Regions from separate parts of the Mus musculus genome. Here regions 2, 3, 4, 5, 6 and 7 are each linked to region 1. The links are chromatin contacts, called in public HiChIP or PLAC-seq and promoter capture Hi-C maps. All regions are on one chromosome and are shown on one strand. The core of a region is the stretch at or near the end of the contact, and the rest is flanking DNA. Distances in the headings are between cores, read along the strand shown. Region 1 holds the start of Sorbs3 (sorbin and SH3 domain containing 3). Region 2 holds the start of R3hcc1 (R3H domain and coiled-coil containing 1). Region 3 holds the start of Chmp7 (charged multivesicular body protein 7). Region 4 holds the start of Tnfrsf10b (tumor necrosis factor receptor superfamily, member 10b). Region 5 holds the start of Dmtn (dematin actin binding protein). Region 6 holds the start of Rhobtb2 (Rho-related BTB domain containing 2). Region 7 holds the start of Fam160b2 (family with sequence similarity 160, member B2).

The links. Promoter capture Hi-C pulls out the DNA fragments that hold promoters and counts their contacts. HiChIP or PLAC-seq counts read pairs in DNA pulled down with a chosen protein or histone mark. Capture Hi-C pulls out chosen DNA fragments and counts their contacts.
Region 2: a promoter capture Hi-C map of liver shows a contact between it and region 1. The contact joins the promoter of R3hcc1 here to the promoter of Sorbs3 in region 1. A contact is called at or near these places in 4 of 39 promoter capture datasets (the HPC-7 cell line, liver, neutrophils and 1 more), 1 of 484 Hi-C or Micro-C datasets (B cells), 1 of 115 datasets of contacts at active chromatin or transcription factors (pancreatic cancer cells) and 3 of 9 other capture datasets (adipose tissue, embryonic stem cells and liver).
Region 3: a contact with region 1 is called in a promoter capture Hi-C map of pre-B cells, with 4 times the contacts expected there. The contact joins the promoter of Chmp7 here to the promoter of Sorbs3 in region 1. A contact is called at or near these places in 11 of 39 promoter capture datasets (the C10 cell line, the HPC-7 cell line, cranial neural crest and 6 more), 1 of 484 Hi-C or Micro-C datasets (nephron progenitors), 3 of 115 datasets of contacts at active chromatin or transcription factors (extraembryonic endoderm stem cells, large pre-B cells and pancreatic cancer cells) and 1 of 9 other capture datasets (liver).
Region 4: a contact with region 1 is called in a promoter capture Hi-C map of adipose tissue. The contact joins the promoter of Tnfrsf10b here to the promoter of Sorbs3 in region 1. A contact is called at or near these places in 11 of 39 promoter capture datasets (the 3T3-L1 cell line, the HPC-7 cell line, cranial neural crest and 7 more), 1 of 115 datasets of contacts at active chromatin or transcription factors (trophoblast stem cells) and 2 of 9 other capture datasets (adipose tissue and liver).
Region 5: a contact with region 1 is called in an H3K27ac HiChIP or PLAC-seq map of trophoblast stem cells, with 2.3 times the contacts expected there. The contact joins the promoter of Dmtn here to the promoter of Sorbs3 in region 1. A contact is called at or near these places in 1 of 39 promoter capture datasets (embryonic stem cells), 2 of 484 Hi-C or Micro-C datasets (the G1E-ER4 cell line and embryonic stem cells), 1 of 115 datasets of contacts at active chromatin or transcription factors (trophoblast stem cells) and 2 of 9 other capture datasets (adipose tissue and pancreatic islet).
Region 6: an H3K4me3 HiChIP or PLAC-seq map of bone marrow-derived macrophages shows a contact between it and region 1, with 5 times the contacts expected there. The contact joins the promoter of Rhobtb2 here to the promoter of Sorbs3 in region 1. A contact is called at or near these places in 11 of 39 promoter capture datasets (the C10 cell line, the HPC-7 cell line, cranial neural crest and 8 more), 8 of 115 datasets of contacts at active chromatin or transcription factors (the 230-238 cell line, acute myeloid leukemia, bone marrow-derived macrophages and 3 more) and 4 of 9 other capture datasets (adipose tissue, embryonic tail, embryonic trunk and 1 more).
Region 7: a promoter capture Hi-C map of embryonic stem cells shows a contact between it and region 1. The contact joins the promoter of Fam160b2 here to the promoter of Sorbs3 in region 1. A contact is called at or near these places in 8 of 39 promoter capture datasets (the 3T3-L1 cell line, cranial neural crest, embryonic stem cells and 4 more), 1 of 115 datasets of contacts at active chromatin or transcription factors (bone marrow-derived macrophages) and 3 of 9 other capture datasets (adipose tissue, liver and pancreatic islet).

What each region holds. Positions count from the first base shown.
Region 1 is chr14:70,205,400-70,209,814 of GRCm38.p6, reverse strand. It overlaps Sorbs3 (sorbin and SH3 domain containing 3), which reads left to right and starts at 2,144. Exons shown (of 21, transcript NM_011366.3): 1 at 2,144-2,291. The coding sequence starts at 2,188. Gm26908 (a long non-coding RNA gene) reads right to left here. Exons shown (of 5, transcript XR_874791.3): 2 at 2,961-4,415; 3 at 1,803-2,227; 4 at 893-1,036.
Region 2 is chr14:69,705,310-69,709,724 of GRCm38.p6, reverse strand. It overlaps R3hcc1 (R3H domain and coiled-coil containing 1), which reads left to right and starts at 2,141. Exons shown (of 8, transcript NM_001146012.2): 1 at 2,141-2,219; 2 at 2,544-2,671; 3 at 3,041-3,178; 4 at 3,847-4,415. The coding sequence starts at 2,562.
Region 3 is chr14:69,730,559-69,734,973 of GRCm38.p6, reverse strand. Chmp7 (charged multivesicular body protein 7) reads left to right here and starts at 2,404. Exons shown (of 10, transcript NM_134078.4): 1 at 2,404-2,783. The coding sequence starts at 2,485. It overlaps 4930480K23Rik (RIKEN cDNA 4930480K23 gene), which reads right to left and starts at 2,140. Exons shown (of 3, transcript NR_130157.1): 1 at 1,306-2,140.
Region 4 is chr14:69,765,419-69,769,833 of GRCm38.p6, reverse strand. Tnfrsf10b (tumor necrosis factor receptor superfamily, member 10b) reads right to left here and starts at 2,362. Exons shown (of 8, transcript NM_020275.4): 1 at 2,043-2,362. The coding sequence starts at 2,174. 4930480K23Rik (RIKEN cDNA 4930480K23 gene) reads right to left here. Exons shown (of 3, transcript NR_130157.1): 3 at 2,721-2,769.
Region 5 is chr14:70,625,149-70,629,563 of GRCm38.p6, reverse strand. Dmtn (dematin actin binding protein) reads left to right here and starts at 2,499. Exons shown (of 16, transcript NM_001252662.1): 1 at 2,499-2,825.
Region 6 is chr14:69,803,526-69,807,940 of GRCm38.p6, reverse strand. Rhobtb2 (Rho-related BTB domain containing 2) reads left to right here and starts at 2,396. Exons shown (of 10, transcript NM_153514.5): 1 at 2,396-2,904.
Region 7 is chr14:70,597,348-70,601,762 of GRCm38.p6, reverse strand. It overlaps Fam160b2 (family with sequence similarity 160, member B2), which reads left to right and starts at 1,928. Exons shown (of 17, transcript NM_194345.1): 1 at 1,928-2,021. The coding sequence starts at 1,977.

The sequences.
Region 1 (4,415 bases), core at 895-3,394:
CACTTAGAGGTAAATTGAGTCTTACTGCTAATACAGTGGAGACAGACAGTTTATCATAGAACTCAAGGAGGCCAGAAGACAGGCTAGCCTTTGTTTGGATAGCAGCACTCTATCATGGTACCCTCTGGCCGGCCAGTCAGCTCTCTGACTCCCTTATCTCAGTTTCCCTGAGCTGGGATGGAAGGCTGAGGCCGACCCAATTTTCCAGGCCCTGGTTCTTTGCCCTTGTCTGTGGCTGACTTGACTTCCATTCCCTCTGAGGGCATCACTCTGCAAAGTCTGCTTTCTCGAGACCTGTCACCTACTTGCTCCTTCCATCCTTTTGTAAGAACCAAAGGAAGCCTGTCTAGGTTGGTCCTTCTCAGGCATTCCTGTCTGGCCATGGCATCTGTTTGTTTATCCACGAAAAGGGACGCATGGTGGATGTGATGTCAGTCAGTGTCCAGGCCTCCTGGAGGACAGACTGGATAAACTGGGCAGGAACTGATTCTTTTCACTGCCTTTGGGGTTTAGATGCCAGGAAACATGAGATGCCCATGATATGTGTGCTATGAAAATATTTGCTCAAAGCAGGCCTGAAATCTCCAGGCTCTTGTTCTTGTGGGGTTTTACATACCTGTCCTTGCTTCCAGGTCTGACATTGACCTGCCTTGACCTGCCCTGTGTTTTTTTATTGTTGTTGCTTCCCTTAGAGTTCCTTCACTTTGCAGTGACTAACCCCCTCCCCCCCCCCAAAAAAAAACCTCAGACTTCCAGATAGACCAGTGTGTAAGAGGGCCCTTGGAGCCCCAAAGTGGGTCATTTCACTTCCCTCCCTTGCTTGCCCCTGTTCTCATGAGTGATTGGCATAGGTGGGCCCATTGATAGAGCTTAGTTGGCAGTACTGCCAGACCTGGAATCAGGAGATGGCCCCAGGGATGAAACAGAGTCGAGATCTGTGCTAGTATATCTATGGTGACTTGGCTTCAGCTCCTCACTGCTGGGTTGGTTACGGACTCTAGAAGAGTCCGTGTGTTCTTGGCTACTCCCTTCTGATCTGTAGAAAGAGAACACTCTTCTAAGAGCACAAACCAAAAAGGACATGAAAGCCTACCTCAAGAATGTACTGAAGTTTGTCCTAGGGAAGGAACTAGCCGGTGCCTTTCTACCGAACAGGAAGGTCAGGCCTGCAGCAGAGATGTCAGTGTCTCATCCAAATGCTAGACTGTCCTGGACACTAATTGTGATTGAGACTAATTGGTAGTCACTTGACTAATGGTACTTTGAGTTGGTGGCGGAGGACAAGAGGACTATGGGGCTGAGGGGTGGGGGAATGTGCATAGGACAGAATTGGCTGCCTGGGGCTGGGTGGGGCTCCTGGTGACTGGGATCAGATAGCTAGAAAAAACAGAGCAGTTACGTAACTGTGTTTACATGGGCTCAGGTGGCTGTGGCAACCATGGCAGTCCTTGACCCAAGGCCATGCTGGAGGGGTGCAGGCAGCCGACTACTAGGGAAGGAGGTCCCTCTTGAGCAGAAGGGTGTGCAGGAGACAGAGCATGGCATACTGACCAGGGCTGCACTATCTGGGACAATGTTACCTGGCTCTAATGTGCCACTGGAAGCTACTCAGGGTGAGGCAGGCAGGCAGCAGCCAGCTACAGCTAGGGGGAGGGGTCAGGAAACCAGACACCTGGCTCTCTAAGTCCAGTCTCTGAATTCTTGCTACATTTTTCTCCCTAATCTTCTTAAAAGAGGAAGAATTCTCCCTAAATCTGGGCAGAAAAGAGGGCAGGAGATTATTTAAGTTTCCTTGGACTTACCTGCCCTGCGGTCCTAGCGCCTCGTGCCTCCGTGTTTTGTAAAGCCATCCGAATACTTGTGAACACAGTGAGCTCCAACCTGAGAGGTGGCGAGCCAGCCCCGGCCTGACTGACAAAGCAGAGCTGCAGCAGTTCAGCCCTCCATTGCCACCCTCCCCGTTCCTCCCAACCTACATCCTCCAAGACTGTTTACTAGACTCCCCATCCCCATAGAGATGGGACTGGTAGCCAGTCCTCAGCTCCCTTGCCCACACTGTGCCTTCTCTTGTGAGAAACAGGAAGTTGGGACCTTCGGCAGCTCAGCGGCACCCTCTACATTAAATATTTATCTTGGAGTCCAGGTCAGAGCCTTAGAGCCTAAGAAGTTCACTGCTGGTGAAGGGGGATGGCCAGGATTCTTGGAGTGGGAAGATCTTCAGCTTCGTCTTTGAACAACAAAGAAGACAATGAAAGTGATGTAGCCCTTCTTAGTCCCAAGGACCCTAACAGGTGGGAAAACTTTAAAGAGGGACATGGGTAGTACTTTTAATCCCCTGGGGGAGGGGGAGGCTGCTTCCCTGGAATGGGTGGATAATCAAGTGGCAGAGAGGCTGTGTACAGCTGCCTGACCTCAAAGAGGGTCTCAGAGCTCCTCCACTCCTCCATCTCTCTCCCTTCAGCTTTCCTACCTCCGCCCCTCCCACAAACACCGTGTACTGTGTAATACCTACATCCGTTAAAAACACCTCACGTATGCGAATCAGAGCCCTGTTAGCAGGTTTACATCTCTGGAAGCCTATGAAACTGCTTCCTGAAGACTCCCCACTCATGGGAGCTCTGGCACGCTCATCTCTTGAGCTGTCCTTGACCTAAGTTTCCCGGGAGGTGGGGGTGGGTTTTGTTTGCGGGCACCACAAACAGTTCTTCCCCCACAACTGGGAAAATGTGAAGCTAATAAGAGGTGAGCGTGCTAGGGGCTGTGATGTCCTGGGAAACACTAACTCCAGGTGGCTCAGGCACCAATTAAAAGGCAGTAGGTGTCATTTACCATACTCAGCAGTGGACCAGAAACCGTTTTTTTTACCGGTTGATTTGTTGGGGACTTGGGTTCGCAGTGAATCCTAGGCTAGGAGTACTCCAGGGTTTCCATTGTCAGTAAACATTTGCCCTGGCACCTACCAGCAGAAGACTGGACGAGGAGGGGAGGAGGGAGGGCCAGAGAGAATGGGGAGCCAGTGGGCGGTGTCCTTCAGATCTGCGTCAGCAGTCAGCACTGTAGGAACAGCGGAAAAGCAGGATCAAAACAAATACGGTGAATGGGAACACCAAGACCCTCTTAACCTCATCCCCGCCCAAAGGGCCCCACCCTTATCCTCTTCAATGCTGTGGCACGTCCAGGGAGCCGGTCGATTCCCTCCCCCAAACTTTGCACGTGTGTGTGAGCATCCTCACGTTTGCCAGTACACGAGTGTTTGCAAACGCCTGGTCAGTGCGCTTAGGTCTAACAAGCATGAACTCTCTCTCCCCAAGCGGGTGTTGCCTTGTTCCTGGGCCACCGTGACTTATCTCGGTCCCAGCCTGTCTGCCTCCGGGCCTGTCTCCTGCCTCTCCAAGGCCGAGGGCTGCGTATCTAATTCCGGCCCCACCCGGGCTCTGGCACTCAGGGACCATTCGGTTAATCACTCCTGCCCTGTGTCCTGGCTCTTGTGGAGCAGCTCGCTTCCCACACCCTGGAAATGTCGCTGGAAACTCTGAGTGGCCCCCGCCAGCCCTCCCGCCCCTTTCTGACTCCAGCTTTGCGGTGGGGGCCGGGGAAGGCATCTGGGAAACCCAGCGGGCTCCCGGGGGACCCTCGGTGGCCCCTCCCGGCACCGCCTCCTGGACAGCCCGGCCCCTTGGGCAAGGGGCCACAGTGTTCCCGTGGCGCGTCGCCGGACAGAGGGCACTCGCGGGAGTGAGTGAGGGAGTAGCAGGCATCTCCACTTTACTCCAGCATAGCCCCGGCTCACAGTTCAAATCCAAGTCCCAAACTCCTCCTGCCGCATTCATCTCAGGGTCCTGCCTCCTAGCGCGCCCCCTCGGCCGCTCTCTTCCTTGTTGGGCGCCGAGCCTGGCCCAGCGTCCTGACCAGTCACGAGGGCCGTGACCACCCGCACTTTTCCCTGCCCTCTTTCCCCGAGGGCTCGCCGCGGCTGCTCCAGGCAGAAGCGGGCTGGGATGCTCCTGCCCTCCTGGGCAGCCCCAAGCCCCCCCACCTGCTCGCCGGGGGAAGGTAGGTTCAGCGATGCAAAGGGGCGGGAAGGAGGCAAGACATAGCCTGGCGTGGACCGGAGCGAAGGCGTAGAGTCCCTCCCTCCGTGTCCTGGTCTCTGAGGTTGTACAAACCAGAAAAGGTGAATTTGAAACCCCCTGACCCTGTTAGTGGGGAGCTATAGTTTGATAAGACCTGGAAAGGCAGAGAACGACGTCCCCACCATCAAGGCCTCACTCAGATGGGAAGGAGTCCACCAAACCTGGACGTTCTTCATTCTTCTAGGGGTCTGCTGGAATGCAGGGGCTGCCTGGATTCTGGGAACTCACCAGAGGTGTCCGTTTTATGCTAGACAGATACCAATTCCCCAGGAGACCTCTGTC
Region 2 (4,415 bases), core at 892-3,391, 500 kb after region 1:
AGACCAGAGATCCCCTGGAGCTGGAATTACAGGTAGCTGTGAACAGCATAATGTGGGTCCTGGGACCTAATCTCAGGTCCTCTGCAAGAGTTGTATGTGCTCTTAGCCACTGAGCCATCTCTCCAATACCAAAGCAATTTTTTTTTTTTTTAGCATTATCTGCACCAGCCATTTGTTTATTATTTTCTGGAACATTGTTTTAATCTGTAGATTCATTTCTTTGTTTAAAGAAAATGTCTATTTTTCTTTTTTTAATACTTTCTTAGGTATATTAATTATCTATTTATGGATTTCTTGTGTAAGGGTCTGTATTTGTAGTGTGTGTGTGTGTGTGTGTGTGTGTGTGTGTGTGTGTGTGTGTGTGCTGTAGATGTTGGTATGCACGTTCAGGGCAAGCATGTGGCCAGGGGACAACCACAAGAGCCCATCCTCAGGCACCTTCTAGTTTATGATCTGTTTTGAGTCTCTCATTGGCCTGGCACTTTGCCACTTGGGCCAACTGACCAGTGAGCTTTCAGATCAATAACCATCTAAAAAATTGACAGTATCTTAATATGTATTATTTTTAAATTCATAGTGGGCATATTATAACCCCACTCTAAGTTGAGGAATATGTGCAATTTTTGATTAACTTCTTTTTCTTTTCTTTTTTTCTTTCTTTTCTTTTTTCTCTTTCTTTTTGGTTTTGTGAGACAGAGCTACTCTGTGTAGCCCTGGCTGTCCTGGAACTCACTCTGTAGACCAGGCTGGCCTCGAATTCAGAAATCCGCCTGCCTCTGCCTCCCAAATGCTGGGACTAAAGGCGTGTGCCACCACTGCCCAGCTAACTTGTTTTTCTTTCTGTTTCCTCCCTCCCCCCCACCCTGTTTCTTTCTTTGTTTTTGTTGTAAGAGCTTCCACTGTATGTTTTGTGAGCCTTCTGTTCGGTGCTTTCAGTCTTGGAACTTCTATATCTTCGTGGTGATCTGACCCTTTTACCATGGTATACAATTCCTTGGTGTCACATGGTTAGGTCCTGGAACTTTTCCTGCCTTCTTTCCTGACCCCCACTCCAGCAGGAGCCAAGGAGCTGAGTGCAACCCCGTGTAGCTTGGATCAGTCCTTAATCTTTCAATCATGCCTCCTATTTGGGGTAAAATTTTAGAAGACGCCAGCTTCTCTCACTGAGCTCACCTAGCCTTATTGTGTTTTCTGCTTCTGTGCCGGACTTCTGATCACCGTGTCAATACTCGAAAGGTGTTGAGTCTTAGTCATAGCATATCTATAAGCATTGGTTTGGCAAGCACACTAGATCTAGGTTTTGATACTCAACTCTAGTCAGCGTATTAGTGGCTACTGGACCTAGTGGCCCACTTTGGCCCAACTTGGGTCTCTGTGTGACAAGAGACCTTTGCAGGTCTCTCACTGAGATGATATAGGGGACAGATTCTGGATACAGTGTTTAGAAACGTTTACAGAGGTGTAGGATTGTCTTGTCTGCTTGTATATATATGCACCATCTGTTTGCTCAAGGAGTTCAGAAAAGGCTGTTGGATCCCTTGGAATTGGTGTTACTGATGGTTCTAAGCCACCCTGTGGGTGCTGGGATCTGAGCTTAGGTTGCCTCAGGAGCAATATTATTAACAGCCCAGTCAATTTTTCAGCCCCATAAAAAAAGATTTATTTACTTGTTTGTATGTGCACCAAGTTTGTGTCCGAGTGCTGATGTTACTGGGACCTGAAACCAGAGAGAGGTTCCCCTTCTTAATTCCTAAATCATCTCCCCAGCTCCAGCCTCCCGCTCTTACCTCTTTCTTCCTCCATTAGGTACCAGGTCAAAGGAACCTAAAATTAGAAATATATAATGTCATCACTATTTAGCATCTAGTAGCTGTTCCCTCGTGTTGGCAGAACTCAATTGGTTCTAGAAGATAAAAGTACTATCTGACTTTGGAATCAGAGCCACTTTTGACTTGTGTAACTCTAGACAAGTCATATCACCTTTTTGGGTCTCTATTTTCCCAAGAGAATAATTGCTTAGTTGCTTCTTTGAGGGAAGCCCTATGCGTTTGGGTTAGAGCAGCTCTGGCCCTGCCCCAGCTCTTTACAAGAACACGCCCCTCTGCGGCACGTGCAATATCTCCTCCCGGCCTCACGATGGCGCTAATTCCGCTGGGAAGAAGGGGACGCTCAGGCTCTTGGGGACCCTGAGCGCGGCGGCAACTTTCCGAGCTGCCGCGGTGAGTGTTGAGGGTGTTGGGTGTTTCCTCCTGGGATCGCGAAAGGGAAGGACGACTGCGTGTTGTGGGACGGTTTCAGTGGGCTGCGCCCCAGAACTGAAAAGCCCGGGTAACACGCGGCGAGACGAGGCGGTGCTGGGAGCAGGGAATCCAGCCTGGCTCTGGACGTGAGCGCACTCGGCTCCACACTCACGCGCCTCCCATCCCGCTCCACAGTGGCCAGGGCTGCGAAAGTCTCCAAAGTCCTTGCTGCAGGGACACTTAGGGCTGTGGGCGGCCTCTGGGCCCATATTCTGATCCCGGCCTTGGCCACCGCTCCTACAGGCTCTGCCATCTGTCACCCTGGCCCTTCTCTGCTTGGACGGTGTCTTCCTCTCCTCGGCCGAAAATGACTTTGTCCACCGGGTCCAAGAGGAGCTCGATCGTTTCCTGCTGCAGAAGCAGCTATCCAAGTACGGGGAACGAGGGAGTGGCTTTTAATGCCAGGATAGGCATGGTTTGCCCCTCTCCCAGGTTCTGTGCCCAGGTAACTGGCTGGTCCACCAGAAAGGCCCTGCCTTTAGCCTCTGCCAACTTGCCCAGCCACACCTTTCCTTTGTATCGCAGCATCACCCCACTCAGGCAGAAGTGCTCACTTTCTTCTAGATGATGGGAACTGTAGCTCCCTTTGATGATCTACTTTGCAATTAGGCAGGGACCTGCTTGGGCACAGTGAGCCTGGTGTTAAAGCCACCATAAACCTGGGAGCGGCCTGGGTGGGAATTGGGTGTGGGGTGAACCCGCGGTCTCAAGCTTATTATTTCCATTTGGTTCCTTTGCAGGGTCCTACTTTTTCCCCCAGTCTCCAGCCGCCTGCGGTACCTGATCCATCGAACGGCGGAGAATTTTGATCTTTTGAGCAGCTTCTCTGTTGGGGAGGGCTGGAAGAGGAGGACAGTCATTTGTCACCTGGACATCAGGTGAGTTTGTCCTACTGCTTTGGAGGGTTCTCAGCAGCTGTGTGTGTGTGTGTGTGAGTGTGTGTGTGTGTGTGTGATGATTGGACTAGCTGGCTAGCCAAGGAGGGTAGAGTTTGGTAGGAGCCAGGGCCACAGTCACAGTTGCCTTTTGCTTCATCAGGGATGCAACTGACTTGGCTGTTCAGCTGTTCGTGTTGGGCCAAAGAAAATATAGTGCACACAAGCAGTTGGGCTAGTAAGGGTGGGTCTACACCCCTGTCGTCTTTGTGAGCGCGTTCTCCAGAGAGACCTTGGTACAGGGCATGAACGTGTTGGCCTATAGCCATCCTTATTGCCATGTGCATCTCATAGGATGGATATCTTATTACTGTGACTCTGGTTCTAATAACAGCTCCTAAATGCAATTATTATCCTTGTTTATCGTGAAACCCAAGATTCAGCACCCACTGATTTGATTGTAGTAGTCACCGGGGAGCTCCTTTGGGTGTGTCAGGGATGGCACTTGCCTTTGCCACTGTGCCTTTGTAAGAGATTGTTTTTAGGGTCATTTTGGTTGTGACTTTTGCTTAATGCTGACTTGTCAGTGTCATGCCTGAATGATAGGTGGCCCCAGTAGGCTATTTTGCTGTAGACCCAAACATGCCCTGAAACTCCTGTTCCTGCTCCAGAGTACCCAGTTCAGATGGCCCCTCTGGTCCCTGCCGCCCTCCTGCCTCCCATCCCAGCAAGTACCGTGGTCCTCGGTATACCTCACATCAGGGAGCAGCTGCTGGTCCCCGAGGTGCTCCAGCAGGACGCTGGCATCGTGGACGGAAGCCGGATCAGCCTCTGTATGTGCCCCGGGTGCTACGCAGGCAAGGTGGACCGGTGGCAGCCTCCATCCCAGGCATCAAGGGAGAGGACCCAGCTGGTGCAGTGTCAGAAGAAGAGCCTAGAGAGGCTGGTGCTGGGGACGCTGAGGCTGATCAGGGAATTGCCATGTTGGTGACTCAAGAGCTCCTGAAGAGCCCCGACCCAGGCCATGCAAATGAGCCACAGATGGGGTTGGGTGACACGGAGCCCTCTGAGAATCCTGAAAAGGAACAAGGGGCTGAGACAGCTGTGCAGCAGGGGTCCGGCGCACAACTGGCCATGGAGGAGGAAAATAGGAGTCATGGGATGCGGAGCCTGGTGGACCAAGAGGAGGAGGAGATAGAGGGAGAGGAGGAAGAGAAGGTGGACGAGAAGGAAGAGGACA
Region 3 (4,415 bases), core at 1,155-3,654, 480 kb after region 1:
GACTGGTGGGGTGGTGCTTGCATATTTGTATGGAAATGAAGAGGACTCCTGGCAAGTGGGAGAATGACCTGGAGCCTCGTTAGAGCAGAGGGAAATGTGTGAGACCTCAGGGATGTTAATAGCTGGAATGGGTATCTAATGCCCATATCTAATGCCTATAACATCAGCAAACAAATATCTCCTTCACAGTAGAGTGAAACTGGGTTCTTCAATCTCAGAATAAAGATTCCCACCATTCCTCGCATACCTGTGGCAGACTCATATCTTAAAGGTAAGGTCAGTTTTGGGAGACTTGTACCCATAGTCCCTGGCTTCACTGATTCTGTTCCCAGTTATCCTTTCAGCCTCCAGAAGGTGAAAGCCAACCTTGCCTGCCGCCTGGAAGGGTGAAATGGAGTGGATTTTCAGATGCAAGCAGACCCAGATAAAGCAATTTGCTCGCCTGTAAAAGGTGGAATCCTTCGCTGGGCGGAGAAGACCTAGTTTTACTGGGCCTAACGGGTAGCACAGTACAGATTTGTTTCACTAGATTTGATATTTGGAATTCTGCTCTCTGCCTCCTCCCTCCCTCTCTTGCCCCACCTTTCCGTCCCTCTCTGCACCTCTTTCTCCTCTCCACTTCTCTCCTCCCTCTCTCTCCCCTCTCTGGCTCTCCTCTGCTCCTTTCCACCTGATTCACCTTCCTCTTCTGTAAAAGCAGGTAAAGTGGGAAAGGCTACCTTACAAACTATGAGAACTATAGCGAAAGTATTTGAAAAAAGGCCGCTAAGTGAGATATTTTGAACACACTTTGAGGAATATAGCACATAGATAGCAATTAGTACACACATCATATAACTAAACACTCCATTTCCTCCTTCAAAATGCTTATTAAAATTCAATGAAACTCAATGCTCATGAAAATTCACCTTAACACTGTTTCAACTACTCTGAAGCCCGAAACTCATCACATTTCCCTCAAACTGGAAATACCAGTTTATAAAGGCGACTATTTAACAGAAATTACTTTTTCCTAAGTCGAAACAAACTTTCGCTTTAATTTTTAACGTTTACACCAACAGTTCCTTTCACCTTTTAGATTGTTTGTTTGCTTGCTTGATAAGTCTTTTAAAAATCAGCATATTTCCAGGCTGGATCTGTAGTTACCGTCGTCTGCAGGGCAGAGCTCAACTAAAACTACAATTCTACAATTCCAGGGGATCCAACACCCTCTTCTGGTCTCTGTGGGCATTGGACGTACGCGGTGCAGTTGCACACAAGTAAGCAAAACATAAATACACGGTATTTATGGGAACTATTACTAACCTGCATCGTCCTGCTTCTGTAACCTGAAGGTTTTCTGCTCCTCGATCAAGCAGAGAAGCCATGGTGCTATACCTCATTTTTGTTAAAAGTTCATATCCTGTCATGCTTGCCAACAGCGACCACGTTAATGGAAGTATGGAACCAGTAGTTTTCCCCTTTATAAACCTGTCTTTAACGGTCGGGGCAGTCTCTCTAGACTTGTAGTGAGTGCGTGCCCTCGGCCGGGTCTGTGCAAATTTCAAATTAAAAAACAGCTCGTCCTAGTCTCTTTTTGAACGGTCCGGCTATAACTACCACCACCACAATTTATTCTCAACACTGAACAAATTTTGTAAGACTCTTCAAGACGGAAAAGTAACTAGAGGGTAAGGTTTAAGTACCTCTCAGTCCATAAAGTATTTTCTGCAGTAGCGCTGTCATTGCAAGACACTTGCATCGCTGTCTGCCCTCTCCTTCGAGGAAGCAGAAAGGTCAGAGACAAATGCTAAACTGGCAGCCAAGGCAGCCGGAGCTTCAGATGAGAGTTGGAACGATTTTTTTTTTTAAAGGACCTGGCAGAATATGAATTTTCAGGAGAAAAAGGACATCCCAGAGCTAAAGAGCGGGAAGAAAGTGATTAAGAAGACTATCTCTAGCCCTAAAAATGGGTCCAGTGTCACGGAGCTTTGGGACCATTTTTGTTAATCGGCTGATATTCTAGTGAAAGAAAGGTATCTTGGGCGTTTGTTTAACTTAAAAGTCTCTGGGCTAAGGAGAGCTACACCAGATCCAAGGTTGTGTATCCACCTGCAGCTCCCATAGCCTCAGCCTGGCTAACCTTAAGCCCGAACCACCCGGGAGGTGCAATAGGTAGCCCCTCTAGTACGCCTCGCCAAACTCTATGGTTGTGGCGCACGCGCAAAAGCCTTCCCGTCGCACAAAGGCCACGGAGAGAAGGTCCGGCGCCTGCGTTCTGCCTCTCTCGGGCGAGAACGCCCTCCTCCCTCCCTCCCGGCCAAATGAATGCCGCGCCACGCCTGCGCCCTGAAGACTTGCGGGACTTTTATCGCACAGGCGGCGGTGGTGACGTGATGGCTGAGGAGGAGGGCGTGAAGGAACGACGGAAGCCGAGAGGGACCTGGGGCGGAAGGGGACCCGGGCCAGGCTTGTGTTCGGTTCCTTGGCGGGGCTGGGGTTCCGATGTGGTCCCCGGAGCGGGAGGCCCAGGCCCCGACCGGGGGAGACCCGGCGGGCCTCCTGCCGCCCGAGTGGGAGGAGGATGAGGAGCGCATGTCTTTTCTGTTCTCCGCCTTTAAGAGGAGTCGCGAGGTGAACAGCACCGACTGGGACAGCAAGATGGGCTTCTGGGCTCCGTTGGTGCTGAGCCACAGCCGCCGCCAAGGGGTGGTGCGCCTGCGACTGCGGGACTTGCAGGAGGCCTTCCAGCGCAAGGGCAGTGTCCCGCTGGGGCTGGCTACGGTGCTGCAGGACCTGCTGCGGTGAGGACCGAGGCCGAGAGGGCCAGGCGGGGGGCGGCTCCCCAGGGCTGACATCAGACCTGCCCCTTGACAGCCCAGACTCCGCGTCCAGGGTTTGTTCAGTGGGTGGAGGAGGAGGAGGGGGACGAGGAGGCTGCTCCACGGATGGATGTCTGGACTCAGAGAGAAAGAGGGGCTGGGATGGTTGGAGTGACTGGGGATAGGCAGAATGGTCCAGAAGAGACCCATCTTTGCAGAGGTGTCAGCGGGACACTTGAACTGGGATCCTGTTATGCAGTTATTTCCACAGGACCTCCAGACTTGAATTACTTTTACAGCAGATCTCTGCGGTGGGTACTTTGAACTAAGAGAGAACAGAGCTAAGGAGAGAGTACTCATGGGATTCTAGACATCTTGACAAGAGAACTCTGGTACAGGTCGTACAAGTAGCCTTTCCTGGTATGTCCGGGACGGAGATTATTTAGACCAGAGAGGAGAGTTTAACTGTGTAGCTGGGGGCCTCTGAAAGAGCTTTATGTGATAAATGTGTGTGATAGATACAGTGTTCAGGTTGTGCTTGAAGAGGTGGCATATCTGATAGATGACTGGTACTTCATGGTTTCAGATACTGTCAAACTCCACTCTCTGGCTTTTTTAATAGTCCAGGGCAAGATAATGCAGTTATCTTTATTAAAAATAAACAGTCTCAGAGAGATTAACCTATTCCAGGTTACACAGCTAGAGTAACCCCAGGGCTGGATCCTTCCTTTGAATTCGAAATCATTTGTATTTCACACTGTACATGTTATGCCCAGCCCAGCTCAGCCCAGCACCGTGTCTCTTTCTATGAACAAAGAGAAAGCCAAGGGTCTGCGTTTGTTTTAGGATAATGCTTTCTCATTAAATGGTCGCCCTTCTTGACTTCTGTTCCCAGTACCTTTCATTGCCCGACCTTGACCTAAGAAACCGTCCTGAAATTCTCCTCTGAGAAACTGTCCTTTGAAAAATGTTTTACCAGATGCCCAAGGTGGAAAACAGTTAAGTCAGCAAGGGACAAAACCAAAATGGGCCTCCTGATACAGGACAGTCGTGGAGCCTGTCCAAATCCAGAGACCTTTAACACCTTGACCTCCTCTGGCTCCTGATCCTTGAAACATCCTGGTACTTGTCCAAATTTGATATCCATACATCTACAGCGTTGCTCAAGGGCCACGCCGTTGTGAAGATCCTGGCTTTACTATTTTCTATGCTGTGGCCTGCATAGGATACAGGTGCCACCTATAAGCCTTAGTTTGATCAATTATCAAATCACAGTAACATTATATAGGTCAGTTGTGAAAACTTGAAGATCTTTATACAACCCTTAGCAGTAATTTCCCATGGCCGGTATTTCGTAGACTTGGCTGCTGTTGTTACTACCACCAGGAAATACATCTCACTTCCAGCCTAGCTTAGAGGCAGCATAAAACCCCAGTCTGTGTAGCTTTTGGCCTTCTTCCTCGGATCTGCATGACACACAGGGTTTTTCATTTGATTGTTCCCAGGCCTGTTGATAGAAGAAAACCTCCACATAGGCCCAGTGAAGCCTTTTGTGCCTCTGTTGCCTTAGTGGGACATTTGCATTTTTTGAGGCCAGACAAACCGGGTGCCATC
Region 4 (4,415 bases), core at 1,113-3,612, 440 kb after region 1:
AGTGGGTATGGCCCCCATAGACTCATGGGTTTGAATGCTTGGCCCATGGGGAATGTCACTATTAGGAGATGTGGCCTTATTGGAGGAGGTGTGACCTTGTTGGAGAAAGTGTGTCACTGTGGGGGCAGAATTTGAGGTCTCCTATGCTCAAGCTATACCCAGTATGGTACACAGTCTCTTTGCTGCCTGTGGATCAAGATGTAGAACTCTCTGCTCCTCCGGCACCAAGTCTGCTTGCATGCTGCCATGCTTCCCACCATAATGATAATGGACTAAACCCATGAAACTGTAAGCCAGCCCCACTTAAATGTTTTCTTTATAAGTTGCTCGTGGTCGTGGCGTTTCCTCACAGGAATGAAACCCAAGATAAGTGTGCACAAAGATTTTTTTACACGCATTCAGGTATACATTAGGTAAAACTAACACCGTAATCATTTTAAACAAAAAGGCCTGTACTGCTGTGTTCACACTGTCCTGTAACCAAAGCCCAGAATTCCCTTCATCTTAAAACTCTTAAGTCTGTAACCATTAAAGTAACAGCTCACCCCTCCACCCATTTCTCCATGTTCTCAACTACTATTCTGCTCATTTCTCTTCTTTTTTTCCTTCTCTCTCTCTCTCTCTCTCTCTCTCTCTTTCTCTCTCTCTCTTTCTTTCTTTCTTCTTCTTATTCTTTTTTTCCCCCCAAATAGCTAAAGAAGTGATACTAAAAGTAACTAGAAGCCAAGAGAGGATGAACACGCTGGTCCATAGGCAGGGCTGCCTGGTACTACCTGAACACATCTTAACTCTGCTTCCTTCCTTCGTTCTACTTACTTATTTTTCAGACATATGCATGTTCCTCCTCAACAGTGAGGAGGAAGAAGATTAAAGAAGATTAAAGATTTTATTTATTTATTATATGTAAGTTCACTGTAGCTGTCTTCAGACACTCCAGAAGAGGGAGGGCATCAGATCTCATGACAGATGGTTGGGAGCCACCATGTGGTTGCTGAGATTTGAACTCAGGAAGAGCAGTCAGGGCTCTTAACCGCTGAGCCATCTCTCCAGCCCAACAGTGAAGTATTAAAACAGAAGGTGGAGAACTGTGTCCAGCCTGGTGGAAATGAGTCTAGAATATAATATAAGAATATATACAATAAGTGTCTCTAAAAAGACACTTGTGTGCCTTTCTATTTGAAGTTAGAAACAATGGACTCCAAGACACTGGAATTCCCCTCAACAATCTCATCTGGCAGAAGGGGAAAGGCCCGATTCTAGGCTCTTCAGGGCCCCTTTACTCTTTTTAAGCCCAGTAAGTTGCAGAGTCCAAGAAACTGGAAAAAGTACAGTCAGTGATGTGACGCGGAAATTGAACAGAACTTTCTGGCAGCTAAAGCTAACACCAGGCAAGGCTTCCTTTCCTGCCTGGAAAGGGATGTCCAGCAGCTAGGGAGGGTCTCCACCCCCTCCCCCCAACAGCCCCCTCCACCTGGCTCCCCCACCATGGCCTTCTCTGTCCTTAGGATCCTACAGGGTAACTGGATCCTTCCTCCGCCCACTGTCCCCTCTCCCTTTCCCTGCTCCACCTTGGGTGCCCTGGTGCGTTTTTGCTGGGTCAGCTGCTCGCCACGCCCCTCGCGTGCCATCTCCACAAGCCCCAACCCAACGCCAGAACTTTCTTCCCACCATCTTTGAGGACCTCTCATCTACCGTCAGGACCTTTTTCTACCAGAGCGGCGCCTCACATCCTCCCAGTCTAGAGTGTTCCGCCCACCTCCCCATCCAGTCCTGACCCACCTCACCTTCGGGTCCCCCACCCCCCCTCACTCCACCCCCCCTCTCACTCCACCCCCCCAACCCTCTCACCCCACCATCGAACCTTCTAGGCTTCCCTGTTGAGGCCTACCTGGACCCCCGCGGAGTCGTGTCCCCCCCACCCCCCGCAGTGTCAGACCTCTCCCACCACACGCACGTGCGCGCCCGGCTCTCAGGACATTTCCTTGCCATTTCCTTTCCTGGCCGGCTTCCCACTTCGGGCACCGCAGTCGCGCCACACTCACCTGTAGCACAGCAAGCAGCAACGCAAAGCTATATAGAAGTCTGCGCTTCGGGAGTGGCCGGAGGCCTGGGGTGTAGTGATCTGCCCGGGCAGCGGCAGAGGCTGTGGGCGTGCTGGGTCCTGGAGGCTCCATGGTGTCAGCTCATCCGAAACCCTGCGGCTTCAGCTCCCAAAAGCCACGAAGGATGGCTGTCCCCTCACTCCTAAAAAAGTTCTCTGGATTTCCTCACTCCCAGAAAAGTTCTGGATTCTTGTCGCGGCGACTTGACGCTTAGTGGTACCTCCAACCTCCGCGGGCTTGCGCGCGCACCGGGCAGGGGTGGGGAAATCCACCTTGGGAGGAGCTTGATTACGCGTCCAACCCCGATCCTACCTAATATGAAAACTTGGGAGCAGTCGCCGGACAGAATCTGAACAACTTTTATTTTTTTAAAGAATCACACCACTTTTATTATATTTGTCAGGTCGTGGTTGGAGACGCCCATGCTTATTAAAAAAAAAAAAACCAACTCGTAATACTCAAAGGTCTGCCTGTCCCTTCATATTTTGACTAATATGATATTCACCTTTGAGTTTCAGCTTGTGTCCCTGGAGGAGCCGACTTGAAGATGTCTGTAGTAGTGAGTACTCCTCCTTCCTCATCTTCTGTCTCCTTCATCTCTCCTTCTCTTCTTCTCTTCCTCTTCTTGAATTTGTTTTTGTTACAGTTGTATGCTACCAGGCAGTATCTGAGAACACAGAAAAGGAAATGATAGAATGGATGGTCTCACCCCAGTAACAGAAGCGAAATCAATCCGTGTCTCTGTAACGTTTGGAACACTGAACACACTTAGCCGTGGTGGTAAAGCACTTCAATCCTAGCACGAGCAGAGGCAGGCTGGTCTCTGAGTTAGAGTCCAGCCTGGTCTACAGAGTGAATTTCAGGACAGCCAGGGCTACACAGAGAAACCATGTCTTTAAACACACACACACACACACACACACACACACACACACACACACCTAAACCAACAAAACACAAACAAACAAAAAGAATAGATGACCTCATCTACCCACATCAGTGCATTTTGGTAATTTCACAATCTCAATCAATCAATCTCTCTCTCCACATTTATACACACACATATATATATGTATATACATATATATCTCACATATACACATTATATAATATATACACACATATATACACGTACATATACATGCAGGTGTACTGGTGCCTCTAATCTCTGCACTCAGGAGGTAGAGGCAAGTGGATCTCTGTGAGTTCAAGGCCATCCTGGTCTACATACTGAGTTCCAGGACAGCCAGAACTATGTTGTGAAACCCTGTCTTGAAAAAGCAAACCAATTATAACAAGAGTTTGAATTTCCATATGCTTCAGGCCTCCAGATTTCCAGTATAGAATATCATTGAACAAACATCATCACATTTGCCTCAGTTTACTTCTTAATCCACAACCCCAAACAAAATTTTGTAGGGGGGAAATGCATATTTTCAAAGAAGTAAGTTGCTTAAAACCTGACATAATTCTGTAAGCTTTCTAGTACCAAAATAAAGTATTCGGTTTGTTAAGAACCTGTATCTTCTGATTGGTGGACCTCTGTGAGTTCAAGGCCTGCCTGGTCTGCATAGAGAGTTCCAAGACAGCTACAGCTACATAATAGAGACCCTGTCTCAAAAGAAAGAAAAATCTAACTTCTGTCTAATCACCCGAGTTCTCCCCAATTGGCTCAGATGACGCCAGCATTACAAGAAGCAGCTCGAAGCTGCTTGGAGACACTGTGGCCAGCTGGCCTTCTAGGTTCTCAGCACAGATCCCACGAGGCCACAGAGGAGGGAGAGTCCATGAGCAAAAGCTGATGTATCATGGGACATACCTGGAAACTGGATGGGGCTGTAAGTGGCCCATGTGCAACCTGTGAGATCACGACCCCCTCTCCTGGGTGTGCTTGGTCTATACTCCCAGGGTTAGGAGATAGAGCCATAAGTCATTACTCCCTTCTGAGTCCTATGAGACATTCACTGTACAAAACAGCCAGGAGGAGGCAGATGGACAGTGTATAAGGATGTGTTTGTAACTGGGGCTGGCCAGAGCTGGCCAGAAACACAGGCCCAGATTAACAAGACAATGACGTTGCACTCTGCCTTGATTACCCCTAGAAGTCAAATCTATTGCCAAGGTGGAGGTAGGGAGATTTTGTAACCAACACCATGTGTCAGCTGTTCTCAGGGGTTACCTAAGACCATAGGAAATACCAGATATTTCCACAGCAATTCATAATAGTAGCAAAATTTCAGTTGTGATTGAAAACAATGTGGGGATCACCACAACATGAGGAACTGTATTAAAGGGTGGCAGTGTTAGGAAGGT
Region 5 (4,415 bases), core at 1,250-3,749, 420 kb before region 1:
TCCTGCCTGCCGGAGATGTCTGGCTGATGGGGGTTGGGGGCATTGCCAAGCACTGTGTGACTGAGGTGTGGAGGAGTGGATTTGGGCCTAGAGAGACTAGAAGAGGCTCTCTTGGACTCAGACTTTTGTCTAGGTAGGGGGAGGTTGGGGACTTGAAAGAGGTACCCAGGTAGAGGTAGAAGCCCATGGCCACATGTCCAGCCCAGCCAGTGACCTTCTGGAATGTGGTTTTTTGACACCAGGGCTGTGAATCCTGTGTCCCTTTCACCTTTCCCCACCTACCGGATGGGCTGCCTGGAATAAGGCAGTCCTCTTGCCATCCAGCCTGTTGTCTGGCCCTGAATTACGGTTCCCTCCAGAGCACTCCTGTAGCCTATCCTGGCTTAGGAGGGAGTGGGAGGCGGGCACACCTTGGTATGGTACAGTTAGGGGCATTATAGGCTCTGCAGGCCCCCTCCCTTCCCTGAGGAAGAAGCAATAGGAGTTGCGTTTTCTCCTCCCCCTCCCATCGCTGCTGAGCTGGGCCTGGGCTGCCAGGAGGTTGTCTTGGCAACGGGAGGCGGAGAGGAGATGCGCTGAGGGATGGAGGTGTATGTCACCGCAGAGGCTGCTGTGTTCCTGCCCCACGCCCCGGGCCCTTGAAGGTACTGAGAACCCTCCTTCATGCTCCCCTCCTCCTGGCCCTTTCCCTGGACTCTCTCTTCCCCTGCCTCATAGGCTGATTTCTTCCGTCAGGCAGGGACGCCCCTCCTGGATCTTTGACTCCTACCCAGGGCTCTTAACCCACCTCATTCTACACTCCTGTCTACAGCTCTCCTTTCTGACATCATCTCGTTCCCAGCATACCTCTGGAGACCCTTATACTGGAAAACATGTCTCCTGGAGTGGGGTCTGGAAGGGACTGCTAATCAAGGGATGAGGAAACTAGGCAGGAGCAGAGTCAGGAATCTGAAGGGCCTGCCGAGTGTCAGATCCCTGGGTCCTTGGTCTTCCAGAGGGATGGGGAATGCTTAGGAGTAGGCCTCCCTCCCCACCACTCTTTCAGACCCAGACTGGGGCGGGCAGGCTGGCCGGCAAGGGTGGGGTTGAAGGGACAGTGAGAGGCTAGGCTGAGGACAGGGCTAGCTATGGAGAAGGACTGGTAGCTCCTCCTCCAAGGCTGTGTCCCCTTCCTACACATTAAAGGTATACCCCACGCAGATCTCCTTGGGACTGGATGTCCCTCCCCTAGCCCAGGTGGGGTTTTGTTTGTTTGGTTTTGTTTCTGTTTGTCTGCCCCTTCCACAGGGCCCACAGTGGCTGCATCCCAGCAGCTAAGCCTGGATTCCCGGTCCTCCTTCCCCCTTTCACGGCCACTCAGCTACCTGCCTTCTGTCATTTCTCCTTCTGCCCAAGCCACCTTCAGGTTACAGTCGTCCCTGTCCTCTGCTACTCCAGATACACCCCTCCCTTCCTGTCTCCTCCAGTCCTCTTTTCTTTGAAGACGGTCGGTCGGTCGGTCGGTCGGTCGGATGCTGAGGCCATAGTCTTACCTGTCTCCTTCAAGCCCCTCCCCCTGAGATTTTTTTTTCCATTCAGAAACCCCAGAGCCCCCTCTCCAGATCCTAGCTTTGCCCCAATAGCTGCTGCTATCATCAGCTGACCGGCTGTGGGCAGTGGTTACCAGGGCAACGGCAAGGCTGCCTAGGTAGGCAAGTCTGCAGCCGACATGGAGGTGGGGAAGAGGCCAGTTAGTGCTAATAGGGGTTAGAGGGCTAGGCTTTCTAGATGCACCCCAAAGCCAACATTGGAGGCCTGGAATGGTTGAAGTTTTGCCACAGAGAGAAGGCATGTCTCTTTGGAATATGGATGCCATCTGATAGAAAGCTTCCTTTTGCAAAAACAGCTTTCCTGGGAAAAATCGGTCCTTCATTCTCTCCCTGGCCCCTACTACGATCCCCAGGGGATCAAGTTTACAGAAAATCCAATCTGAATCTGATGTATTTATGACCTGGTTCCTTCCATCCTTCTATCTGTCCTCCTCAGAGAGGGTTAATGTTTGGATGGCCAATTCGGGTGCCCCTGCTGTTCCCTGTCCCAGAGGTGGGGGGATCCCCCACAGAGCCTCTCATCTGCTTCTGGAAGATGGTGGAGCATTATGAATGGGGTTTGAATTGCAGGTTCTTGGAGAGCCGGGTGGGCATAGCTCCCCTCAGTTATCAGTAACAGCCGCTAACTTGAACTCTGCTGGAGAGGCTCTGAGTGTGGATATTGCAGAGCCGGGATATGGGAAAGGGGGAAAACGCAGCGCAGCCGATTCTGCTTCGTCATGATGCCAGCGAATGAGCCCCTTGTTTGAAATGGATCAGCTGCAGCAGCAGCAGCTGAGATGAACTGGACCAGCAACACGCCCAAACGCACACACTCACACACCCTGGGGCCCGCCACTATCAGTTGTTGGTGGGGAGGGGCCCGGGGCCCGCCCGCCCAGAGACCGCTCCTCGTCCTGCCCGCCCACCAGACACCAGACTCGGACTCCCCAGCTCCGGGAACCCAAGCCGGTGGCTTGCAGAGCAGCAGGGGACTGGTGAAGCGGGTGGGGGTTCAGGAGGGAGATCAGACCGCTGAGCTGAGACCAGCTCCCCTCCTTCGCCAGCTCCCACCCCACCCACCCACCCTAAGCCGGCTTTCTTCCTGTTATTTGTGCTTCGTAAAGCGCGGCTGGGTTCCTGGAGAAGCTGCCTCTTACCTAGATTCCTGAGAAAACGCGGCCACCCAGTCGACCAGGGCCTAGCCTTTTGCTTCCTGGGGCTTCAGAGAGCCTGGGCCCCACTGTCTGGGAGGAGGTAGGTGACAGGGTCTTTTGCCTCTCTTTCTTTACGTAGGTATTTTGGGCTGTACCTCTGGATCTGGCCATGGTTTTGGGTGATATCAGAGATGCTAGGACAGGGTCAGCTTTGGAAAATGGTCAGTGGGAGAATAGGCCTAGGTGGCCAGACAAGGTGCTCAGCTGGGTTTGACCCGATCAAACTCCCTTTTTATTTGGGAGGAAGGATCTAGGCTGTTGCCGTGCAAAGAGTCCATATGGGCCCCAGCATTCCCTTTCATGGACACCCCCCCCCCCAAGCTTCTGTGGCCAGAATTTCAAGGGGTGGGAGCATGGGGCACAGTCTGTGGAGGGAGCTGTTAGCTTTTTGCTGAATGATGCAAGACATCTTTGGCAGCCTCCCTCCCGCCAGGCCAGGTGCCCTCTGGAGTGGCAGGGGTCCATTGAGGGGGCCAAAGCCGCTGGTTTCCAGCCCACTCTGGAGCCCCTCCTAGCTGAGGTTAGCCTGGTTAGGGTAGGGATTCGTCGAAGAATGAGGCTGTGTAGCAGGGTGTGACTGCAGAGCTTAGCCTGGCTCTCTGCCTGCGAGCAGCTAGTGTACTGAGAGAGACTGGGTGCTGAATAAACCTGGAGAGCCCCGGGGGTCCTAAGGGATTCCTTTCTCGGCACCAGACACGCCATACTCCTTTGCTGGGCAGGCACACCTGTGCGTCTCCTCCCAGAAGACTGGTTGCCAGGCTGTAGGTCTAAGACAAGCAAGGCAACGGTGCAGTGGGAGTGGAGGGATGTGGGGATGGGTCAGGTGAGGGCACTGGGAGTATTGGGGTTCACGTGCTCAGAACAGGGATGGGTTCAGCAGGCCATGCCAGGGAGCTGTGAGCACAGATGACGGGTGCCAAGGGGAGGATCAGTGGGTGGGTGCAAGTAGGTGTCCTTAGCACCATGTGTCATTGTGTGGGGGTCTGGCAGGGAGAGTGGGCGAGTGCTCTGGCAAGGAGGGCGGCAGAGTCCCTGTGTGCACCCATGTGCAGTTCTGTCAGCAGCCATGTGTTGGGCAGAGCTCTTCTGTCTTCTGCATGTATGCTCCTGGGAGTCTTGTCTCCATACAGCTAGTTGGTCTTTCTGAGGCTAGGAGAGCATCTGTCTACCCACTGGTGGGCAATGTCTGCAGAATTCTTTCAGAGCTCACGTGTGGGGAGAGTGGAATGGGGACCTCTCCTGAATTCTAGAATCTGGATTTAGGGTGGGAGTTTCCTCTCCTCCCCAGATCTGCCGATCCAGCTATATATACCTCAGGACTCAGATCTATAAGGAACGTGTTTGGACAAAGCAAGCCTGAGCAGTGGAGGGACCTAGCTAGAAAAGAGAAACTTACCTCTTCTGAGGAAAGAGCACAGAAATGGCCACTAACTCGGTCAAGAGGGGAACCTAAGAAAACTCTAATGAGCTCAGGCATGTTTGCAGGGGAGGGAGGCAGGAGGGGGGGTCAAAGGGAAAGGAGCACTCTTGTCACTGAGAGTGGGTAGGCAGGTCCTGGAACAGACGGACTCCGTTATCTACTCCTGAAGCTGCCTGATCTTGTTCAATGGGACAGGTGTCATTCAGAGTT
Region 6 (4,415 bases), core at 1,147-3,646, 400 kb after region 1:
TTGTGTTAAGTTAACATAAAACTATCCAGCACAACTTCTGTGTGAAGAAAAGTTGCAAGTAGAGACTGGGACTGTGCACCCAGGTAAGGGCGGTGATTCAGGCCACCTCTCCAGCTAGCTACTGGCCCAGCTCTGGTCACTCTACTGACTATGAGCAGGTTTAAAACTTTGACATTTGCATTGGTCCAAGACTGGGCCCCAAACCTGCATGACCCAGCCAGGCCGGCTTTCTCTCCCATTGGCTAGAGTGTCACAGGCTCGGCGGCACACACTCTAGCTACCCTCTAGCAAAGGAGAGGCCTATTTGCCTGCTCAGCACTGTACAAGTGACATACTATGGGACACATGAAAGGTGATACCAGAGCACCCAGGTGGCAGAACTGGGTAGAGAGACTAGGGTCTGGGAGGGGAGGGGCCCTTGCCTGCTGTAGGAACCTGGAGAGGTTTTGTATAATCACTCTTAGGAGCATAAGCAATGAAGTGAAACTCTTCTGTGTCAAATGCAGAGGAAGAACATACCTGAGCAAAGCTTGCTTGCTTGCCTGCCCGCCTGCCTGCCTTCCTTCCTTCCTTCCTTCCTTCCTTCCTTTCGAAACAGGGTTTCTCTGTATAGCCCTGGATGTCCTAGAACTCACTCTGTAGACCAGGCTGGCCTTGAACTCAGAAATCAGCCTGCCTCTGCCTCCCAAATGCTGGGATTAAAGGCGTGTGCCACCACGCCCGGCTTCTACCTTCTTTCTTTTCTTTTTTTTTTAAGATAGATTTATTTATTTATTTATTTATTATACATAAGTACACTGTAGCTGTCTTCAGACACACCAGAAGAGGGCGTCAGATCTCATTATGGGTGGTTGTGAGCCACCATGTGGTTACTGGGATTTGAACTCATGACCTTCAGAAGAGCAGTCAGTGCTCTTATCCGCTGAGCCATCTCACTAGCCCCTACCTTCTTTCTTAAACATGCCTTTGAACTAGTATTTGTTTTATGAAGGCAGAATCTGAACAGGAAGTGTGAGGAAGCACTTCCAGTCACTGTCAACCTTCTCTTCCGCTCTGGGTAGGTGTTGGAGGCCAGGGACAGTAAAGTATCTGCCTACTGCACAATGATTAAACGAACCTGAGTACACACTTACTACAGGCGCCCTGGTGAGCAACTTTCTGTCCTAGGCACTCACAGACAGGGCATATTTCAGACAATACAAACTGAGTATTTATTTGCTTATAGCAGGGTCTCCCTACATCAGCCATATTGACCTCAAACTTTCCATCCTCCTGCCTCAATCCTATCAATGCTGGGGTTAGAGGTGTGTATTTTGGCCAAAAATCCAGTTTTTATTTGACTTTGGAGAGGGGTAGTAAACCTCTCTTTTATATCATATTTTGCATAAACCAACATTAAAACAGATCTGCATTCTCAAAAAGGACATTGGAAGTGTGATAGGGGAGGTTGCTGTGTGAAGTTTGCCAGGCTGCTTTAAAAAAAACTGTCCAGAGAGAATTGGTAAGATGTGTAATTCCTAGCAGTCCCGACCAATCTATGGAACCCAGCCTTGACCGGGGACCGCAGACGCTTCCTTCCGATGAACAGAATGGATGGCATTAGACTCAACCCATTTTTATTTTAGGGTTTAGAGATAAGGTTTTGCTTTGTAGCCCAGGTTAGTCTTGCACTTATGACAATTTTTCTGTCTCACCCACCCAAGTGCTGGGGATGACAGTCACTATATTTAGAGCACCCACAGAGGACTTAGGTAGGGATTCTCTGGCTAATATTTCCTTGGCATTCTTTGCAAAGTTATGGAGATTCTACTGAACTCTCTTTGACAACAGGTTGGGATGGGAACCTCTAAAGAAGGTCTAGGTGGCAGACAGGTCAAAAAGTACGGGTATCCATACAGAAAACTCACTAAGAGCTACAGAAGTCGGAGCTGCAGGGATAATGAAAAAAGAAAGGTCCCCCAGTACTCGGAGCAGCTGTGTGCGGGGTAGAGGCTTGGTTGAATTAGGGAGAAACAGGAAAATCTTCCCGTGGCCCTCTGACTTGCATTCTCAGGGCGCACCGCCGGATGAGTTTCTTCCTAGCCTCCTGGGGAAAACTATCCTGAGAGTCCTGCAAGGTTTTGAGACTGGCGAGGTCAGCTGCTGGCCATTCGTGGCTCCCAGGGGAAAAGGGAGGAGGTGCAAAACCAGGAGAGGAGCGGGAGGCGTTCCCGGGATCGGGGGCGTGTCTCGGGCGTGGCCTCTGGGTGTCCAATCCCCATCGCTCCGCTCTCCACCAACCACACGCCGCTGTGGGCAGTCCTTGTCACAGCAACCGTTCCTGGGTGCAGTTTTTTTCCTTTTTTTTTTTTTTTCTTTTTTTTTTTTTAATCCCTCTCCCCTCCAACCCCCCCAACTTTGCTTTTTTTGTGAATGAAAAAAGGAGGTCGTGAGCGGTCTCGGGGACTGCGGCGCTCGGCGTCTTAAGGCTGCGCGCGTGCGGCGGCCTCACCCGGCGCCTCGCTCTCTAGCGCGCCGCCCGCAACCTCCGCAGCGCAGCCGGGCGGCGGCGCGGCCCAGCGGCCGGAGGTCGGAGCGGCGGCGCGCAACCCGGCTCCGCGAGCCTCCATGACATTGGGCGCCCGGGTCGCGCGGAGATGCTGATCCGGAAGAGGCAGTGGCTGCAGTGCAGCGCCCCAGGCTGCTCACGTGCCGCGGTCCGACCAGGGCTCCTGTGCCAGAGTTTCTTCTGATCGTACCTGAACCGGGACCCCAGGAGTCTGGGTCTCCAGCACAGAGCAGCAGCGTCGGCGGCGCCCCAACTTGCACGCGCAGAGTGACCCCAGACATCTCACTAAAATGAGCGTGCTTAGCAGGAAGAGATGTGTTCCCTACACTAGAAATTACCCCGTCACATGTAGTGGTGTAAGTACACGATTGATTTCTATTATGGCCGGGTTGCAAGCAAACGTGCCACCTCGCCTTGGCTCATCCTTCAGCACCCTCCCCTCTCCTCCCTGCGTCCCTCCTGCCTTCCCCTGAGCTCCACTCTTCCCTTGGGCACTTGCTGAGTCTGCACAGTTCAGAGGGAAGAGAAACTAACCTTTCTTGGGTGTTTTTAGGGGAGAACTACATGTTTTGCATCGGTGTGTCGTGCCCCTCCCCCTTCCCTATTTATTTCATTAAAAAAAAATTGTGTGTGCAGAGCGGCATGTCAGGAGGGAAATAAGAGGTTCAGAGTGGTAGAGGTGTACCTTTTTCCTTTTTCTTTTACTTTCCTTTCTTTTCTTTCTTTCTTTAAAAAAACAAAAACAAAAACAAAAAACAGTACAATTGCGGTGTTTGCTGCCGGCAGTGGAGCTAGCTGATTCTTTGAAGTCAACTCCACTGTGGTCTGTCCAGCTGAGTTTTGGCAAACTACTGGTGGAATTCTTGAGCTTTCTTTGTTAATGTTCGGGTAGCCTAGGGTTGAAAAGGTTTATCCTGTATTTAGGCTTCTGTTTCTGTTAATGTGATCATTTAAGATCCCTTTGGGCCTTGCTTTACGTTTTCTGCGTGGGGAGGGAGGATCCACCCCTCCACCTTCGCCCATATTACAATGTCAGCGTCCACAGTGGGAGCTCCTTTAACTCCAAACCGACCTTTCCTTTGCTCCTCTCCTCCCGAGTCTTCCTTTCTATCCACCTTCCTTGCTTTTTACTTTCATTTTCTCGATTTTCCTCCCTTTCACGTTTTTTTTTTTTTTTTTGTAAGATGCAGGATGTGGGATATTGGTTGCTAGGAGACAAGCCAGGCTCCCAGGGAGATTGTCGTTTCCTTGACAACCAGACTAGGGCAGCCACAGATGAACAAGCCTCCTATCAGCTGTGGGAGGGAAAGGGGGGCTTTTGAGCTCTGCAAACAGTGTGTGTAGGGGTGCGGGGGTGGGAATGGGAGCCCTTGAGGTTTGTGGGTAATCCGAGCACACCTTCGGATCTGTCCTGGACAGAGCACAAAGAACTGGGGAAGCTGACGTGCAGGACACTGTTTGTGAAGGGGGGGGGGGGTAACTTGGGGACAAGAGTTGGGGAGGAAATCTCAGTGGCTTCAGGATTGTCAAGGGGGTGGAATCAGTGAATTGGAGGTTGTGATACCCTGGATGAGGGTGGAGGATGGTCAGGAGGCTCTGGAGGAATGGGGCTGGGACAACTGAGAGGAACAGTGTCCAGTCACTGAAGAAGGGTGTGCCAGAGGGAAAGGGACAGTGGGAAAGTTCACCGCATGGTTTGTATTGTCATGCATCAGCAGTGATCCAGAAAAGTAGTAATATTCTAGAACAGAAGTTACATTAATATTGCCATGGTGTCGTCTGGACAGGATCCTCACTTAAGACAGGCCTGATTAGACAAAAAAGTTCTCCTGGCTTAATTGGGCCAGCCTGTATCTTAAAGGGAGAT
Region 7 (4,415 bases), core at 679-3,178, 390 kb before region 1:
TTGTGGTAGGACAAATTTTGACACTAAGTCCTAAAGGATTTGGAGCTCCTGAGAATTTAGATTCCTTCAAAGTGAGGCTCTTGACCCCCTAAAACAAAGCCTTAGGGAGAGTCCTTCATGCGTCCTTCTCATGACACAAAGATGTAAAACCTGGGCAACTTTATTGGTTCCCGAAGCTTTTGTTTTGGTTTTATTTACTAAACACCTCACCATTTAGAGTCAGGAGCTGAGGGCTTAGAATGCAGCACAGAGCGCTTGCTTAGCATGCATGAGCCCTGGGCTCTCTTGTTAGCAGTGGACACACCAGGCATATGCCAGATCCCAACACTAAGGAAAGGAAGATTGGGAGTCCAAGGTCAACCTCAGCTACACAGTAAGTTTGAGTCTATCCTGGTCCATATGAGACCCTGTCTTGAAAAAAGAAAACAAGAGTTGACTTTACAGTCATGAAATCAATGAACAACAAAAATATCTGATAATTAAAAAAAAAACAATGTGTCAACTCTGTTTCCTTTTCCTTTTTCATTTTCAAGACATGGTTTCTGTGTCCTAGAATTTGCTCTGTAGACCAGGCTGGCCTTGAACTAGTAGAGATCTGCCTGCTTCTACTCCCTGAGTGCTGGGATCAAAGGCATGTGACATCAAGTGCAATTTACATGTTTTTTTGTTTTTTTGTTTTTTGTTTTTGTTTTTTCGAGACAGGGTTTCTCTGTATAGCCCTGGCTGTCCTGGAACTCACTTTGTAGACCAGGCTGGCCTTGAACTCAGAAATCCGCCTGCCTCTGCCTCCCGGGTGCTGGGATTAAAGGCGTGTGCCACCATGCCCGGCCCAACTCTTGTTTTTAATGTCTCACTATGTTTCTAAGACTGGCCTGGAATTTATAGTGCAGCCCAGGTATGGTAACACAAGCCTATAATCTCCAGCCTTGGAACAAAAATAATGGTGAGTTTTAGGATATCCTGGATATTTAAGATAGATGTAAGTAATTTAATCATTTATAATTTATGTAAATACCTATATACATTTACATAATTTTTATATAATTTATGTATTATTTATCCATCTATCTATTTACTTATCTGATACTGAGGATTGAACCAAGAGCCTCATGCAGCCCTTGTTTTTTATTGTTTGCTTTGGTTTTTGTTTTAAACAGTTCGTGTCTTCAACCTCTCTCTCTCTCTCTCTCTCTCAGTGGTGTGTGTGTGTATGTGTGTGTGGTGTCAGTGTGTTGTAATTGTGTGAGTGGTATGTGTGTGTGTATGTATGCATGTATCTTTGTGTTCGGAGTGTGTGTGTCAGTGTGTGTGTGTGTGTATGTGTTTGGTACGGGATCTCACTACCTCCTTGAATTGTTGATACTACTGAGTGCTGGGATTGATTGCAGGTGTACCCCAATTGCTTTCTTTCCCTCCAGAGCGGGGGACATGAGACAGATTTTGCTGGGACTCTTCGGATCAATTCCTAATCAAACAGCAAACCTTAGAGGACATCTTTTCCAATAACGACCTTTTTTTTTTTTTTTATAAAAGTACTGAACAACAGGGTGAAATTAATATTAGCCATAACCTATTCCAATATTCCTAATCCATTACATTTAAACATGTCGTCAATTCTTCCCACTATGTCTTTGCCTTCTGGAGTGTCCTTGACACAGCTTGTCAGGGCCAGGTCATTTTAAACACTCCAGAGCCGTGTGTGTCCAGGGCTACTGTGTTGGTAGGATTGTGAGGGTGCACGAGGAATTAGAAGTCTCTGGGTGTTACTCAAAGGAATCTTAGGTCATCAGCTCCCAGGGTGCTCCCCACCGCCCTCCATCAGGACCTGCCCAGCCCTGGGCTTAGAGCGCCCCCGAGCCCTCCGGCAGGGGCGGGGTTTCAGAGCCGGGTCCCGCCTCCCGCCCGTTGGGCCGCCTCCTCCGCCACCGCTGCGCCGCCACCGGGAGCCGGGCCGCGAGCCGGGCCGGGCCGCCATCATGCTGAGCCGGCTCGGGGCACTGCTGCAGGAGGCCGTGGGGGCGGTGAGGCCGGGCCCTGGTCGGACCGGAGGGGCGGGCGCGGGCAGGGGGGCGGGCGGGTGAGGTGCGGGCCCCTTGGGCAGGGCCCCTCCCCTGGCCCCGACGCCGCTTCCGGGCTTCGTCTTCGGGTACAGTCCCGCGTCGCGGCCGCCAGGAGCGCCTAGCTCCGGGGTTCTCTCCAGACCGACCGGCTCCCTCGATCTTGCGCCTCGCTCTTCTGATCCTAAGCCCGACTCTCGTGATCCTGAGCCATGCTCCCTTGATCCTGAGTCCCGATCCCTCGATCCGGCCTCCGCACTGCTTCCTGTTGTGCTTCCTGTGTCCCACTCCCTGACCTGCGACTCGGTCCCCCGAGCCTGCGCTCCGCTCGGCTTCTTTAACGTTCCCTGTGCCTCGAGAGCTTCCGCTAGCTTTGTAACTCTTCTCTCCCCAAAGGTTCCCTTGTCACCAGCCCTTTCTCCCAGATCTGCCCCCACGCCTCCTCCTCCGCCCGGCAGCCTTCCTTTCTCGTTCCTGACGTTCCTCCATTCCTCCTCACCTGGGATTGACAACAGCCTTCCCCTTCCTCTCTTAGCTGCCAGACAACTACTGGGAGCAGGGGTTCCCGCACTGAGTTCCCTCTTAGCATGGGAGTTGCAGCCCTGAGTGACATAAGTCCCAGGAAGAAGGTGATAGAGACCTTTGCAGGGGTGGGTGGTCGCGAGAACCCGGAAGTAGCCCTCTGCAGGCTTATCTCAAGCCACTGAGCCAGCTGACCTTGAGTTAGGGACTTCAGCCTGCCGGAGGGGCTTTGAATGGAAGAGTTGTTTCCATGCAAAGCTAGCTTGCTTGCGCTCTCTCTTTTACCTTCTCTCTCTCCTCTCTCTCCTCTCTCTCTCTCTCTCTCTCTCTCTCTCTCTCAGTTTGTGTTTAGGCCCCTTTTTTCTGGAAGTGCATGTCCCTGGTCACTTCATTCAGCAGCCTTGCAAGAAGCTATTTGAAAAGTTAATTATTTTTTTCTCATTGTATAAGAACACTGTCTAATTGATGGGTTTAGTCTATCAAATTGTGTCCTGAGAAACAATCTTAGGTCTGACGCCCCCCCCCCCCCCCCAGTCAGAACCTTCATTGTTTTTGGTGTTTGGTGTTTGTTTGTTTGAGACAGGTTGTCTCTATGTAGCCCTGTATTCTTTAACTCCCTCTGTAGACCAGGCTGGCCTCGAACTCAGAGATCCACCCGCCTCTGCCTCCCGAGTGCTGGGATGAAATCACCATGCTAGGCTGCTATTGTTCATATCAATTGGCTCAGCCTTAGGAGAACTGGTTAAAGGAGAGGGAGGCACTTCTGTAACCTCCCCTCCCCCCACTGTCCAGCTCTGCTGTGAGGAACAGGGCCTAGGGTACCCCCAAGAGGGAGTTTCCAAAATGACCTTTTCACCTTTTCTTCTCCTTCCTGTCCCAAATAAAAACAAGTGTCATCTTAGAAAGCAATCTGATACACTAATTCATCCTTCTGGACACAGCTCAATTGTCAAGGAGGGTTGGCAGTGGGGACAGCCCTAAGCGTCCTTGATGCTTACACTCTGAGTACAGAAAGCTGAAGCACCAGGGGCTGCAGATGAAGAGAGCGGAGGGACATATTTTTAGGCAGGTTACCTGCAGTGTGCAACATACAGACCATGTTCAGAAAGTGTGCTTTATGCCACATAGGAATCTCTTTTCAGCTCCATCCACTGTCTGGGGAGTTTGGTCTTCCCTCAGGTTGGAACATCCAAGTGGAATATGAACCACTCAGAGTACGGCTTTCTGCCCCTTCCGGACCCAACAGTAGAGATCCTTGTGTCTCTTTCTAAAAAATATTGCTATTGTTTAGAGGAACTTGCCTGGTAGTTTTTTTGGTCTGGTAGCTAGTAGCAGCTGCAGGTGGAGAGCTCTGCCCTGCTCTCATCTGCCCCAGGATTTGATGGCTGTCCCCTCCCCCCCCCCCCCTTCCCTGCATCTCTATGAGTAGTCTTTTTCACTGAGCCTGGCACAAAGTTTTTTGGAACTTACAGATGAAATCTAAGGCTAGATAAGACCCTTTCACAGAAGCTTTGAGGTCACCGGGGTGCTGGCCGAGGATCCAAGGACTTTCTAGGATAAGAAAGTATGGCAGGAGTGTCTTCAGGAGCTTTCAGAGAGTTGGTAAAAGCTCTCTGGGGTTGCCAGATTAAAAAAAACAGCCCTAAACTGGCCCATGGCAACATACACTTTGAATCCCAGCACTCTGGGGGTAGAGGCAGGCAGCTCTCTGAATTCAAGGCCATCCTGGCTGACAGATGGAGTTCCAGGACAGCCAGGGCTACACAGAGAAACCCTGTATCAAAAAAAAAAAAAAAAAAACAAGAAAACAAACAAATGAAAAAACCCGCAGCCCTG